Regions from separate parts of the Zea mays genome. Here regions 1 and 2 are each linked to region 3. Evidence: chromatin contacts called from public Hi-C data. All regions are on one chromosome and are shown on one strand. Each heading gives the region's core, a stretch centred on a gene start, on an enhancer-like site or on the middle of the called end of the contact. The rest is flanking DNA. Distances are from core to core; before and after follow the strand shown. Region 1 holds the start of LOC103632738. Region 2 has its middle 69 kb from the start of LOC103632738. Region 3 holds the start of LOC100193910 (60S ribosomal protein L34).

Evidence for each region. A called contact is a pair of places that touch in the nucleus more often than the background predicts.
Region 1: a contact with region 3 is called in a Hi-C map of ear, with 2.1 times the contacts expected there. The contact joins the promoter of LOC103632738 here to the promoter of LOC100193910 in region 3. A contact is called at or near these places in 4 of 25 Hi-C or Micro-C datasets (ear and leaf).
Region 2: a Hi-C map of leaf shows a contact between it and region 3, with 6 times the contacts expected there. The contact joins the enhancer-like site here to the promoter of LOC100193910 in region 3. A contact is called at or near these places in 5 of 25 Hi-C or Micro-C datasets (bundle sheath, ear, leaf and 1 more).

What each region holds. Positions count from the first base shown.
Region 1 is chr7:116,781,614-116,786,323 of Zm-B73-REFERENCE-NAM-5.0, reverse strand. It overlaps LOC103632738, which reads left to right and starts at 2,538. Exons shown (of 5, transcript XM_008654480.3): 1 at 2,538-3,456; 2 at 3,560-4,710. The coding sequence starts at 3,269.
Region 2 is chr7:116,850,735-116,855,571 of Zm-B73-REFERENCE-NAM-5.0, reverse strand. No RefSeq gene overlaps it. Among protein-coding and RNA genes, the nearest start is that of LOC103632738, 69 kb to the right of the region's middle. Within about 2 kb of position 1,876, at least 18 of the 20 cell types and tissues checked have an H3K27ac peak or open chromatin away from gene starts, as enhancers often do. A contact at or near this core is called in bundle sheath, ear, leaf and 1 more, where this site is marked.
Region 3 is chr7:116,652,403-116,656,807 of Zm-B73-REFERENCE-NAM-5.0, reverse strand. LOC100193910 (60S ribosomal protein L34) reads left to right here and starts at 2,599. Exons shown (of 4, transcript NM_001138982.1): 1 at 2,599-2,752; 2 at 2,871-2,950; 3 at 4,039-4,148; 4 at 4,239-4,405. The coding sequence starts at 2,674. The coding sequence ends at 4,332.

The DNA of each region.
Region 1 (4,710 bases), core at 1,289-3,788, 130 kb before region 3:
AACGAGTTCAAACTGAGTTTTTCTCAAATCGTGACCAAAATATGCAACAACTAGGTGTATGTAGTGGTACGAAGAGTGCAACTCACCACTAATCAATCCCCAAACCAAAAATCCTCTCAAAGGAATGAAAGGTTTTTCACCAACAACACAAGATCGGGGAAAAGGAGAAACTAAGACTATAAAACTTCAGAAATTCCAGCAAGGGTACAAACTGAGATTTGAAGCTAAAGAGTCCTGTGGGCCGGACCGGCGACCCTTCCTCTGATTAAACTTGAAAATCAAGAACACAGTCGAAGTACAAAATCGATGCAGAACCCTCGGCTCAACTAGTGTCTACCTAGAGAGAAAACTAGGAGCTCTAGAATGAGTGCTCAAAACAAATGGCAGCTAAGAGATGCTGAACTAACAAGCCCTCCCCTCTATTTATAGAGGGTTATTCTCACTTACTAAACTACCCCTATTTGCATAGAGCCTATCCACTCCACCGGGGGCGAAATGGACCAACTCCTAGGTTTTCGATCCGACGGCCACGTCCTTCACCGGAGTTGCTTCGCCTTGACGCACCCTCCGCGATCATGCAGCATGCCGCCACTGGTTCCCTCTGAAACCGCCACCGCCGAGTTTTGAGGCCCAAACTCAGCAAGACCCGCCATCCGTAGCGCTGGGTGGTTTTGAGGCCCAAACCACCAAACCTGTCGTGAGCACCGCACCTCGTGCACGTCCTCCATGATCAGACGCGTGTCCCGCCAGTCTTCGGCTATGCCGCCAACACGATCCACTCCATCATGTCCTCGCGCAAGTGTGTGTCCTAGTTGTCAGCCACCGCGGTTGGTCACTTGGCTGCTCTGATCCGTCAGTCAAGACCCATCACTCGCCCTTCACCGCTACCGGTCCATCAGCACGAGCTCGCATGACCTTCACCTCAGCCATCGACCATCGTTTCTGTGCTTCACACCTGCACACCACAACTCGACTGACATGGTTGCACAAGCATAATCTCACACTCTGGTCAGTCCACTGACTACCCCAGAGTGCTACCCATTGACAATCACTCATTATCAACCTGAACCACAAGAAACAAGTCAACCTTGTGTTCGCACTACGTCGTCTAGATACGTCTTGGGTGGCCTGCCGACCCCAAGACGACCATAAGATCTTGCTTCCCCTCCTGAGGGCAAGATCTACTTTGTCTACTTTACTCAAGATCTTTTTCTTGAATTAATCTCTTAATTCTTAGACGACTCTACGTAGTCTGTGGACACCCAGGTGACCTACCGACCCGGAGCATCCTAAGATCTCTCCCTCAAGGGGCAGGATCCTCCCTCAAGGGGCAGGATCTGGATTCCTGCAAAGAAGACGAAGACCTGCGCCATCGCGGACATAAACATAGCTTGGAATCGTTTGAAACGATTTGTTGTAGGTTAAACAAAGATGTTATTTTTTGTACCGAAATTCCTTAGAAACTTGGAAGTGTAACACCAAGAATAGGGAAGAAGGACATGTGCATTTGGAGTATTGATGACCAGGCTAAGAATCGCTGACTTTTGCGACCTGAAGGAGTCATGACTCATGAACGAATTAATAGCATCAATTTCCAAATCCGCACGGATGCATCATAAAAAGAAGCGAATCACATATCCCACACGCATTTGATTGGGCCAAATCATCATTGTGCGACAAGAATCTCTCAGCTGTAAGGAAAGGAATTCATAATAAAAAAAAATGTTCCTCGTGGTCACTGAAAGGCAACCAATGGCGCGATGCTGGAATATCCTGACTTATGTCCTGGACTCCTGGTTCTATCTAAACAATCATTATATGCTAAAGTTTAGCCAAGTAGATTAGCTAATGAGTTAGATAAAATAAATTTCACTTGGTGACGCCAAATCAAAAGGGTATTTTGTTTTGTTTCACCTACTGCTAGGTAAAAACTTCAGCTAGCTAATAGTATTAACTAATTTTTAGCTAGCTAATGTTTAGTTGGAGTGAAAGTGTGAAACCAAACATGATAATATACCCTATTGTCATAAGAGGTTTTAAGATCTTGAAAATTCAGTTCCTTTCGTATAACGTACACTATCCCCTATCTTGGTAATGACGCATGGATTTCATCAAGACCAATTGTTCAATGACCACGGAATATATATAAATAGACGTTGATGGCTACTATATGCATTTGCGTCGTTCTCTTCTCCGTTGGTTATATGGCAGAGATGTTTATAGTAAAAATTATTGCGCTGTTAAGCTTTTCAGTGTAATAGCTGTTATAATCAAGCTAACAAAAATAATAAAAAGTTCTATTTTTATGTCTTACTAATGGATCAGAACATAAAATTTAAAATATTGGTAGTGTAAATAATAAAGCATATTTACAATTTTTTAAGAAAAAAATTATAATATTTAAATATCTATAGAGAGATTTCACGGCAAGCTTAGATACCGTCGCCGAGTCTATTTCTTGTGCCGTGCAAAGCCACCTAAAGTGCCATACAAGGAAAGCATAAAAAACGCGGGGGTTTTGAAAAGGGGAAGGCGAGGCAGCGACGGGTCGTTCGGGGTTAGGACGGTGTTCGGTTCAGAGGTTGTTATTTGGCCGAGTCAGCCTCCACCACATTAACCTACCCCCCGCGCGACACCTGGTCGGACGCGAAGCAAACGCCCCACCCGCCCAAATCTCCCCCGCCCGGCCCTGCTCGGCGGCCCGCCGTCCCTCCGGCAGCACCGGAAGAAACTCCGATTGCGCCCGGCGCCCGCCAGACGCCGGCAAGCGGCAAGGGACTCTCCGCTCTGGCATCCTCCTGATGGAGAGTCAGTTTTGATCCGCGATCGGACGGCGGGTCCGGCGTGCGCGCACGCCTTCGTGTGCGTAGTGGTTCGGCCCGGTCCGGCGCGTCACGTCAATGTGTAGGTGCGACCCTGTAGCGCGACGCGGTCTATCTTTTGAAGCCAGAGCCTCCCCCGGCACCCGCCCTCGCCGTCGGAGCCCCCATCGAGCCAGTCGCTCTCGATCCCCCGGCCCTGCTGCTGCCCCTATCTTCCTCATCCTCCTCTGGTCTCCACTGCCCGCTTGATACGGCTGGTGACGCGTTGTTTTCTTCGCCCTCTTCTCCCGCGGTGCGGTGTGGAAAGCGAGCGAGCGAGCGGGAGACTAGTAGGATCTATCGGTCGCGTTGGCCCGCCGATACGTACGCCGCGGGTACCTTCCTTCCGTCCATGGCGTGTTGGGCTCGGACGGTGGGTTAGCCGCCGGGCGTGTCGCGCGGGGCGTATGGCCGCCGGTCCAGCCATGGACGCCGGAGCGGGCGTGAGCGCCCCCACCGCCGCGGCGGACGGGGCGTACGGACTCGCCCGCATCGTGGCCTGGTGTTCGTCCTCGCCCCTCTTCTTCTGGCTCCTCACCGTCGTGCTCGTCGCCGCCATCCACATCGCCTCCGGGTCCAGGCCCTCCGGCTCCAGGTAAAACTCAAAGCTTTCTTGAGCTCTGGGTTCTGATCGATCGCGTCGATTGGCGTGTTCGTTGGCACGACCGATTGATGGGCTCTTTTTGTCTCCGTTGCAGGACCCATGGGAAGGAGAGGGAGAAGGAGGAGGAGGAGGAGGAGGAGGAGAAGGCACGCCGCGATAGGTTCGCGGCTGCCGAGGAGAGGGAGGTGTCGGGCAGGCGAGACGACCGGGTTCTGGAGATGATGCGCAGTTTCAGCTTCATGAAGGCCACCGAGGAGGATTTCATGGAGGGCATGACGGCGTACGAGTGCAACGGCCGCGGCGTCGACGCCGGCTTCGCGCACGGGCTTGTTGCGCCCGAGCCGTTTGCGCCGCCGCCGGCGTTGATGGCGACGAGCCTCAGCTTCAAGTTTCACCACCAGATACCTGAAATTCCAACGGAGACGACGGTGGTTTCGAGGGAATTCACAGCAGCAAGAGAAGAGGACGGACAAGAACGAGTGGAAGAGAAGGAACCACAAATTCCCTTGGAATCATTGGTTCCGTTGCAATCTGCAGACAAGCAAGAACACCGACGAGAAGCAGAGGAAACAGAGTTCTTGGTCGATGAGCAGGTAGAAGAGCAGAGCAGGGAGGCAGCGCCACCGAAGATCGTCGCGACCACGCACAACTATCAGTTCTTGACGGAGCGCGACTTCCGGGGGTTCGTCAGGGGGCCGGAGGCCATGACGGTGCGCGTCCAGGAGTCTTTCGTGCCGCCATCGCCGCCTGCGGCGCACCAGCCCGAGGAGCGACGGGTGGTCGACGTATCTTCCCGCACCGGCCGGTTCCTCACGGAGAGGGACTTCCGGCCGGCGAACGACCCCGACGTGTGCGAGAGCGTGGCGTCTTCCGGGAAGCGGACGCCGTCGCTGCAGTCGAAGCCAGCGAGCTCTCCGTCCGTCGCGTACATGGGCGGCGCCGCCGTCGGCGGGAGGACGAGCTTCGCGTCGGAGTTCTCCGGTTTCGGCGACTCCGACTCCGAGTCCAGCGCCAGCGACGGCTACTCGGTGAAGGATCTCGCCGTCGACTCCGACAGCGACTGGTTCCTCTCGGAGAAGGACTTCCCGGCGTCCGCGCGCGACTCCGGCAACCTCAAGAGTTACAAAGCCAAGGTGCTCAAGGCGATCGAGGCCCTGGAGACCGCGGCGGCGGCCAAGCGCGAGCCACCTTACCAGGACTCAGCGACAACATTGTCGCCGGGCTCGGTCCGACAGGACTCACCAG
Region 2 (4,837 bases), core at 627-3,126, 200 kb before region 3:
GAATAGATATGGATGTATTTTGACTTGCTATGGATTTAAACCGACTCAATATAGATGTCCAAACAGGCCACCCGGCACGGACCCGGCCCGAACCCGTTTCGGCCCGGTACGAATAGGGCCTGGCCAAGCACGGCCCGTTGATGCTTCGGGCCAGGTCGGGCTGGCCCACGTGCCTAAGGACATGCCCAAACCCGGCACGCACAGGGAAAAATCGTGCCGGGCCGGCCCGTTGGCCCGGTGGGCCTCAACGGACCGGACCGGGCACTGGCCCGAACCAACAGTAGAACGGTATATAAATACATATATTTAACAGAATTAATATATATAATAGCATATTATTTATATATATTAAGACAACAAAATATTTATGTATGCATTTTATATATGTTTGGCCGCGTATTTAGTATTTACATACTATGAAAGAATTAAATGTATTTACATATTTAATATTTACATAAATATGCGGGCCACCGTCGGGCCGACCCATTTATCGGGCCGGGCCGGGCCAAAGCACGCGGGCCGCCGTATCTGCCCATACCCGGCCCGCTAAACGGGTCGTGCCGGCCCGGGCCCGTAACCGACCGTGTCGGGCCATGTTTGGATCGGGCTAAATTCGTGTCGTGCCACGGGCCAAACGGGCGGCCCGCACTGTTTGGACATCTATACGACTCAATATCACCCAATCCAGATGGATTAACAGTGAAATGAACAAGGCCTAAGGTGGATTGGAGTGAAAATTAGGTTAATTTACACTCAATCCACTTCAATACATATGTATCGGGTGAATATTAGAGTACTAAACAAAGTCGTAGTGGGATAGCGCTGCCACTTACGCGTTCGTGCGCACGGATGTAGGGCACCACGTCTGCCATGTCTCTACTCCTATAAAAATTAGTTTTGTGTGTCATCCGCAAAGCGCAAACCTATTCTTATTCTAGCTTCTCGTCTTTCAGTGATCGTTACCTCACACATGTGAAATTAGATATGTTCTTTTCCATCTCTTCTCGTCTACTAGTGTGTCGTTACTACACAGATAAACCATGAAAAACCATCCAAATATAACATGACAGGAAATTACACAGCGCAGCGCTTACACTTAGTATCACCTCGCTAGCTGCAGTAGGACGAACGACCGAGCGACCTATTAAAAGAAGAGGTCGAGCTCTTTTTCAACTCATACCTTTTTAGTCTTTTGACTAAAATAAAGTGTAATATTTGTTATTCTTGATTTAATATCTGGTACGTGGGCTCAGTTGTACTGCTGGTAGAGTCTGTCACCCTCGGAGGCGACCCGTCAGGGAAGAAAGATTCCAGAGCTGTCTTGTGGTCAGCATGCCACCTAAGATGCCTCTAGACGGTAGAGTCGAAGAGTAGTGAAGATTAGGGATGAAAAAGATTAATTACTACTGTTAAAGGCAATGATAATAGATTGATTGGTTCGAATGTATTGTGTTTCAATCGGTTGTTCCCTTTATATATAGAAAGAGGTCTGGACCTATTTCTAGACCTATCCCAATCGATGCTTACGTGCTTAGTTGGATAAACACGTGCAAGACAAGGACTCTCACTTTATTTAATCTATTTGTGGATCGTTCGAGCTACATTTGCAGTCCGCCCGATACGTACCATTCGAACCACATGGCCGGACCCGTCCATTCGTTGCCACTATCAAATATAGTGCTCAACAAGTTCTTATAAATAAAAACTGAGCTTCCAGACGAAATCGAAATTCACGTGAACAAGTGACAGTGCACATTTCACATTGGAAAATTATCACATCGAAGTGCAAACGACGAAGGAGGCCTAATGTACCATATACGAGCCTGATCCATAAAATGTCAATTTCTTTCACGTTAATGGGCCTGTGCAGAAGCCCAAAAGTATCCAGGAGACAGAGAAGGTTTAGGGTCTCTCATATCTGGCGTTGCGACTTTGCGAGCCTGCAATGGGCTTCACCAGTCACATCGGCCATCTTCTCCTTTTCCCCGGAGCAAAAATACGTCATCTTTCAAAGAGGCTAGCTTCCGGCCCAGTACCGACACTTACAGATAGGGTTAGAAACGAGCTCCAAACTCGGTTTAGTTCGTCCATTCAACGAGCTGGAAAAAAAAAACTGACTCAGCTCGTGAGATGCACTTTAACCATTATTATTATATTTTATAATAAGTTAATAGCATATAAATATGAAACATTGAATCATCATTCTAAATAACCTAAATTACAAATCGTTGTATATTCATCACCAAAAGGCACTGCTCGACCCCGGGCCGACGCTAGTGACGAACCGCTCCGAGATCGAGCATGCTCTTAAATCCCTAATCCTCCCCAAATTTCAAAAAAAAAACTACTAATTTTTTTAGCTGATCACCAAGTAAATAATGTAAAATACTTTCTAACAGCCTCCTCAATCGATATAATTTGTTCCACCTAAACTTAGATTCGTCCGTGGGGTACACAGACACAACTACTCGAGGAGGCATAAAAGTAACAGCAAACCTCTTATTCGGTTGCAGTGTGCATCAGCGAATCTGTAACCGATGCCTACCCTGACATCATCTCAACTCAGCAGAGAACATTATTTTATTTTTTTCTGGAGGAACGACCTTAGCTGGCCTTGCTTCGTTCCCATCCCATGACGATGACGCGGTCCGCAGCAGAAGAGTCAATCAAGCGCCGGGACGGAAAAGCATGACAAGAGAACGTAACCAACCGCCGCCGACGACGACGAGGTGCTAGTGCGTAGCAAAGTCGGCGGCGCGTTCCCGCGCGCGCCGACGACGGCCGCACCGCGACAAGCAGCAGCCGAACCAAAATGTACGCAGAAGCCCAAATGCATGCATGTATCCATCTCGACGACGGCCGTCTCGGCGCCTCCCGTTCCCACGCGGCCACACCCACACCGCGCAAAATAGAGACAGCCGACGACGACGAGAACGCTGACCGTGACCGTACATCCTTCTCGGCCGACGACGCCCACGCTGCTTTCGGCCCCCGCTTTCCGTCGCGTGTGATCTTCTTATCGCCCGCAAGGCTGCTGCAATATTCGGCTCTGCCTCTGGCCCTCTGCGTGACGAGGTACGTCCACGCTCCTCCGGCGGCACAGAGTTTGCTTAGCATCGTTGCTCTCCAAAGCGAGGAAGGAACCCCTTTTTTTCACCTGTGCACATCGCGCGGCCCCATCCATGGCTGGAAAGCGACACAATGCAAGAAAGTAGCTGAACTAGAGTGCTAGATCGATTCGATCGTATCTTACACCCTCCCCCCCCCCCCCCCCCCTGCTACGTACGTGCCGTCCGCGCCCCTCTTTGGCGACGGCCGTGCGCGCATATGCATGGCCCTCAGCTCGAAAACCTCGCGCTCACCGTCCACTTCCGGCGGCGGTATCCGAGCCACCAACAAGCATGGGGGCGGGGGCCACTGAAATCCAGGCTCCCTCTTTCGTCTTGCTTGCCTGCTGCGTGCTGCCTACGCACTCACTGAGCTACTGCAGGCTACAGCTGCTCGTCGTTGGGCCGGGCGTTAGGTACGTGGGGGCAGCCAAGCATACGCTGCCATTGTACTCAGCTCCGCTGAATAGCGCCTAATTAAGTGGGGCTCTAGACAATTATATTTCCGGGACCGGCGGCGCGAACCCGGCCAGCTCCGAATGATTGGATTTGCTGCAGCATGAACGGGACGGCTCTGACATGGTTAAGGGCTCAGCGATGCTCCGGCTGTACTTATTAACTGTTGTTGATGCGAGCAGTCGAGCCATTTCACGCGCCGTTTCAACGGTTGGTGTTTCTGGAAAACACGGTGTCGTAGCAGTCAGATGTTTGTACCCTGAACTGTTTTACAACCGCGCCCGTGAACTTTTTGGTTTTACTTTTGGTGTTTCTAGAAAAACATAGTGTTCATTTTGGATTAAAACCAACTGTTCGGACCATTACAGCTGCAATTCATGAAGAGGGAGCCTAAAGCCAAGCGAACAAGGATTTCTCTTCATCGAGGTGTCCATTTATTTTTCTTCTCCAGCGTCGTGAACTTTTCTTTTCACCAAATCCGTGAAAACCGATCCTACTCCTACCCGTTCTTTTCCCGTCTGGATATGCAACAAGCAACGTTTCCCTCGTCGCTTTCAGCAGGTCTCTTTCCCTTCACAGATGGCAAAATTTGTCGGTTTTTACTCCAAGATGAGTACGAAGTACGAACCCTCTTTTTCTCCCTATAGCACGCAACAAGGTTTTACTGTTCTTGCAGATGTTGATTTGGAGTGAAGACCAAATGTTAACACCAAATTTGTATCTGAACGATCGGACGGTCAGGTCATCTTGTGATCCACATAGTCCGCAATTAGATTAATTCAGGCTAAAGTCCTTGTCCCATTCGTGGTTATCCTAACAAACTCGTAGAAATCTATTGGATTTCACCTAAAATGGGTCTAGGCCTCCTCCCTATATATATGAAGGGGTACGATCGATTGATAACACACAATCTAATCGAACCAATCTATTTACACTATTTATCTTAGTATCTTAGGAGTAGATGTAACTTAGCTCTAGTTGTAGCATCCCAAATCTCAAGCTTCACCTCTCTACGACTGTGTCATCTATAGGCGTTTTGGGTATAATCTCTCTTTCCTGATGGAGTCCCTCTCGGAAGGCTAGATCTAGGTTAACCTGAGAGCTCTCTACACCATCGTGGATGGTCTGGTGACCTAGGGACGAAAACGATCGAAAAAGAGCTAAATTGTTTTTGTTTTCATATTTTTTGGTCGGGACGAAAACGAAAACGAAAACCAACGGTCGAAATACGGTATCGGAATTGTCGGTTATTCGAAAACGATCGAAAACGGTAA
Region 3 (4,405 bases), core at 1,350-3,849:
AAACATAATAGAAATGGCCCAAGGGCATATTTCCCTTTCAGTGATGACTTATGATTTATGAATTAGTTATTGTTAAATGTGAATGCCCAATAGTTTATGGTTTAGTTATTGTTAAATGTGTACACCCAATTAATTAAATGTGTATGCCAATTAGTTATTGTTAAATGTGGATGGAAAGAGGAAGATCTAATGTACCTCCAACATTGGATGAAGACTCACCTAACAGTGACACTCATCTTCCTAGCACGTTGTTTACGTCACTTGTACACAAACAAGGCGTCACAGAGGAAGTGCAAGAATGGGCCAATGAAACAGTTGGTGACACCCACCTTGTCAAGCGGATGGCAATACTTTGTCCATCAGAAAGGAAAGGAAAAAAGGACAAATTCACCGATCAATTCAAAGAGGAAGAAGAGGATGAAGACAATGACGACTCAATCTTCCACCATTATGCATGGCAATGGAAACCGGGTCAGGGACCACCAGCCGAAGTACCACCATCAATCATGTATGGTTATGGAGAAGTTCCCGCTCCATCACCATATTCAAATTTGTTAAATATGTATCTACCAAGACCATAAGACACATATGTTAAACTAAACATGTTTCTACCAAGACCATAAGACACATATGTTAAACTATTCTATGGTGTTATCTAGGTGCCTACACATGTAACTACAAGAAGTCCGATGTGTTATTTTTGTTTCGTCGATAAGTATTTATTTGTCGTTCTTGTTTTCTCGCTAATGTATCTCATATTTTTTATAGGAATATGTCTATGGAATGGGTCTATATCACGATCCTTCCAACATGACTGAGTACTATCACTATGACTCGAGCTAAATACGTGAGTATTGTGAAACAAGTCGACCTATGTGTCGTTGGAGGACTGTAACGGGGCGTTTGGATCCATTCATTTTGGAGGAATTGAAATTTCCTTAATAAAGTAACCTACTTAACTTGAAAATTGACATTCGACCACTTTCCAAGGTTCATATATAAGTCTATCTTAAATTTATGAGGTGGAGGATGGGAATGATTTTATGTATCAGTAGAATTTGTTTCTACTCTGTAACTTATAGGACGCTCTTCGACTCACTCTTCTATAGTAAAAATGTAGTACATAAATATCTCCGACATCTTCCTAATAATAGTATATAAATATATTTTGCATAAAATCAAATTAGCTTAATTGGTATGTGCCTAAATTACTATTATTACAATGGAATGCAAGTCCAAGGATCCAAACGGGACATAAAAAACTTGTATTTGAGTATTGTGAAGGTCGCTTGTTGTTTGTTGCATGAGAATTGGAGTTTGTGGTTATATATGTGTTATGTGTCATTTCGGTGAACATATGTTGTATGTGAATCAATTAATATTTACTGTGCAGCGTGAATTAAGAAAAATACAAATGAACCTGTCATTTTTTTTCATTTTTCTGTAGTAAACATAAAAAGCAGGTATTTTTGGCGAAATACCGACGATTTTGAGCGGTTTACCAGTGCGGTTCCATCGGTAAACCGACATGGGAAAATTTTAATTTGATTTAGGCAAACTGGTCGGTTTTACCGGTAAACCGCCGATTTACCATTACCGTCGGGGGACGGTTTTCGCTAGGAAAATGGCTCGTTGAACCCTTAGGGCTTATTTGGGAGCAAGTGAAATGAAGGGGATTGAGGGGACTATAATCCCTCACTATTTAAAATTGAATAGTAGAGGATTCTAACTCCTCCAATCCCCTCCATTACCCTTACTTCCAAACAAGCCCTTAATGACACCTGCTGTAGGGACTTAGGGTATGGGTGTAAGCTAATGATAACGTGAAAGGCGCTTGGCGGCTGGGCAGCAGTCGTTCCCGCTCGGGCTCGGGCTCGCTCTGGTAGTCATATATTCATTAGGCAACTGATATCGATACCGTATATCCATACCCGCGAAATATATACACGTGCATACAAAAATCTACCATATATATACCCAATTAATAATTACTTGCGTATCTATACACGTTGCCATCCTAGGTGCGGATTAGAATAAGATACCGCTTGATTGGATGGATGTGCGCAGTGCAGGTATCTGTTCATATAGGTAGTGTTTGGTTGGATGCGTGCTAACAGCCATGCACGGCGTGTGCGTTGACTTTAAGTAAGCACATGTTTGGATGGCTGCATACGAGCGAGCAGGCCTGTATATGCTGGTGCAACATAGACCAATTTGTGTCTCTCAGCCTGCACGCGCAGAAACATGGGAAGATTGTCTCCCGTGAGCCAAGCTCGGACAAGCCTGCATGTGCGTATGCAGACAAGCAATCATGAGGATAGTTACGTCTCTCGCATGCAAACATTCAAACAAGAGCTTAAACAATACAAGATGAAAGCAACCGATTATCAATGTCGACGCCAGAGAGGTGCGCCGTGGATAATTTAGCTCAGCCCTCGCTGGCCGGCAGTGAGGTGCGCCTGGAGAAGGTGGCCCCCGTAGAGCCTGGTTACTTCGGCCCGGCCCATTATGTCATCAAACAGATCCGAGCCGTCCGATTCAGGTTATTCCTCGCGACACATCCATTTATACCCCTGCCGCCGCCACTCCCATTCTTCTCTTTCTCTTAGACTATCTGCCGCTCCAGCCTTTCGCTAGGGTTTATCCACCGGCGGCGCGCGCGACGGCGGCAAGATGGTGCAGCGTCTGACCTACCGCAAGCGGCACAGCTATGCCACGAAGTCCAACCAGACGCGGGTCGTCAAGACCCCTGGTCCGGATCTCCTCGACTTCCTATCATTTTCTCTTCTGTTTCCTTTTCACTTTTGTTGGTTCCTTTGATATCTTGGTTTGAGTATGTTTTTTATGTGCTAGATTGGTTTGTTTTTCAGGTGGCAAGCTCGTGTACCAGTACACCAAGAAGAGAGCCAGCGGGCCCAAGTGTCCCGTGACCGGGAAGAAGATCCAGGGCGTGAGTGACCACTTTCTCATCATAACATACCTTATACTTGTGGCACGTAGCTCACGATTGTTCGGTTAGTCTTGCGGCCTTGGTAGGGCGATTTGTTTTGGGAAATTGGGAGTAGGTACGGTGGTGGGAAATGGCGGTATTGAAGTTGGTGGTAATCTTTCCGTAAAATGTAGTGAAGTTAGTTGTCCATATCGATATTTATGTCATTTTATAATGATTAGAATTCTTCTTAGTGTGGAAACGGGTGAAATTCGGGCTGCAACATGCAATCCTTTTTTGCACAGGCATAAAATTCATGGGATGGAATTTGATTCCCGAGCTGTGCATTTTGTTGTGTAATGGAGGCTATGGAGCCTTTCAGTCGGAATGGATTGGTGGCTCACTATAACCGGTCGAAATTTACTGAAAGCTAGGGGGTGTTCATGGCAGCTAAAGCAGTGTCTGCAAAGTGGGACACTAGCAGTAGCAGATTGCTGCTACAGCCAAACAAGCCCTAATTCTGTTATTGTCAGATGTCCAACAACAATTTCGCACTGCTTTGATAATATTATTTATTTTCTCATTATGACAATACATTCATACTAGTTTGTTTGTACAGTGCTGATTCTTATACAGCAAGCCTTCTAGGTAAGGATTTCATATGCACACTTCGTAGTTTGTACAGTGGTAATTTGATGTTGGTTTCTTTATTTATCTTATTGGCTGTCATGTGAGATCATACAGCTGAAACGTTTGAGGATGCAATCTTGGTAGTGTTTCTTGACTTCAGTTAATCAAGTTATGCACTTCCGGTGATGGTGGCATTCCCATTCTAGTTCCAAAATGTTCACCACAGCAGAAAACAGTCAACATTGACATTGTTGCATTAGCATGAATTTCTTCTTGGGAAAATGGTGGCTGATTCATATTTTGTTGGAATTCTATATTGTGAATCCCTTGATGTGTTTCTTTGTAGCATGCTTTGATGCTATTGCTTGATTTGATTCTGGAGGATGCATGTTCATGTTCTACAATTTGCCTTATTATTACTTGTCTGTGTTGGCAGTTCATCTTGGTTGCTCACACCGAGATGGTTTTCATTTTTTCAGATTCCCCATCTGAGGCCAGCTGAGTACAAAAGGTCCAGGTTGTCTAGGAACCGCAGAACTGTGAACCGTCCCTATGGGGGAGTACTATCTGGAACTGCAGTTAGAGAAAGGTTAGCAAATAGTTTCCATATATTTTGATTTGATAACCCTAAAGTTGCAAACCTCTATGTAACCCCCACATGTTTCACACTGTCTTGCAGGATCATCCGTGCTTTCCTGGTTGAAGAGCAGAAGATTGTCAAGAAGGTGTTGAAATTACAGAAGACCAAAGACAAGACTTCCTCAAAAAAGTAACTCTGAAACAGAAGTGAGCCACTCTTCTGCAGCAAGGGAAGACATTTTTGTCGACAGTTATTATCAATGGCTT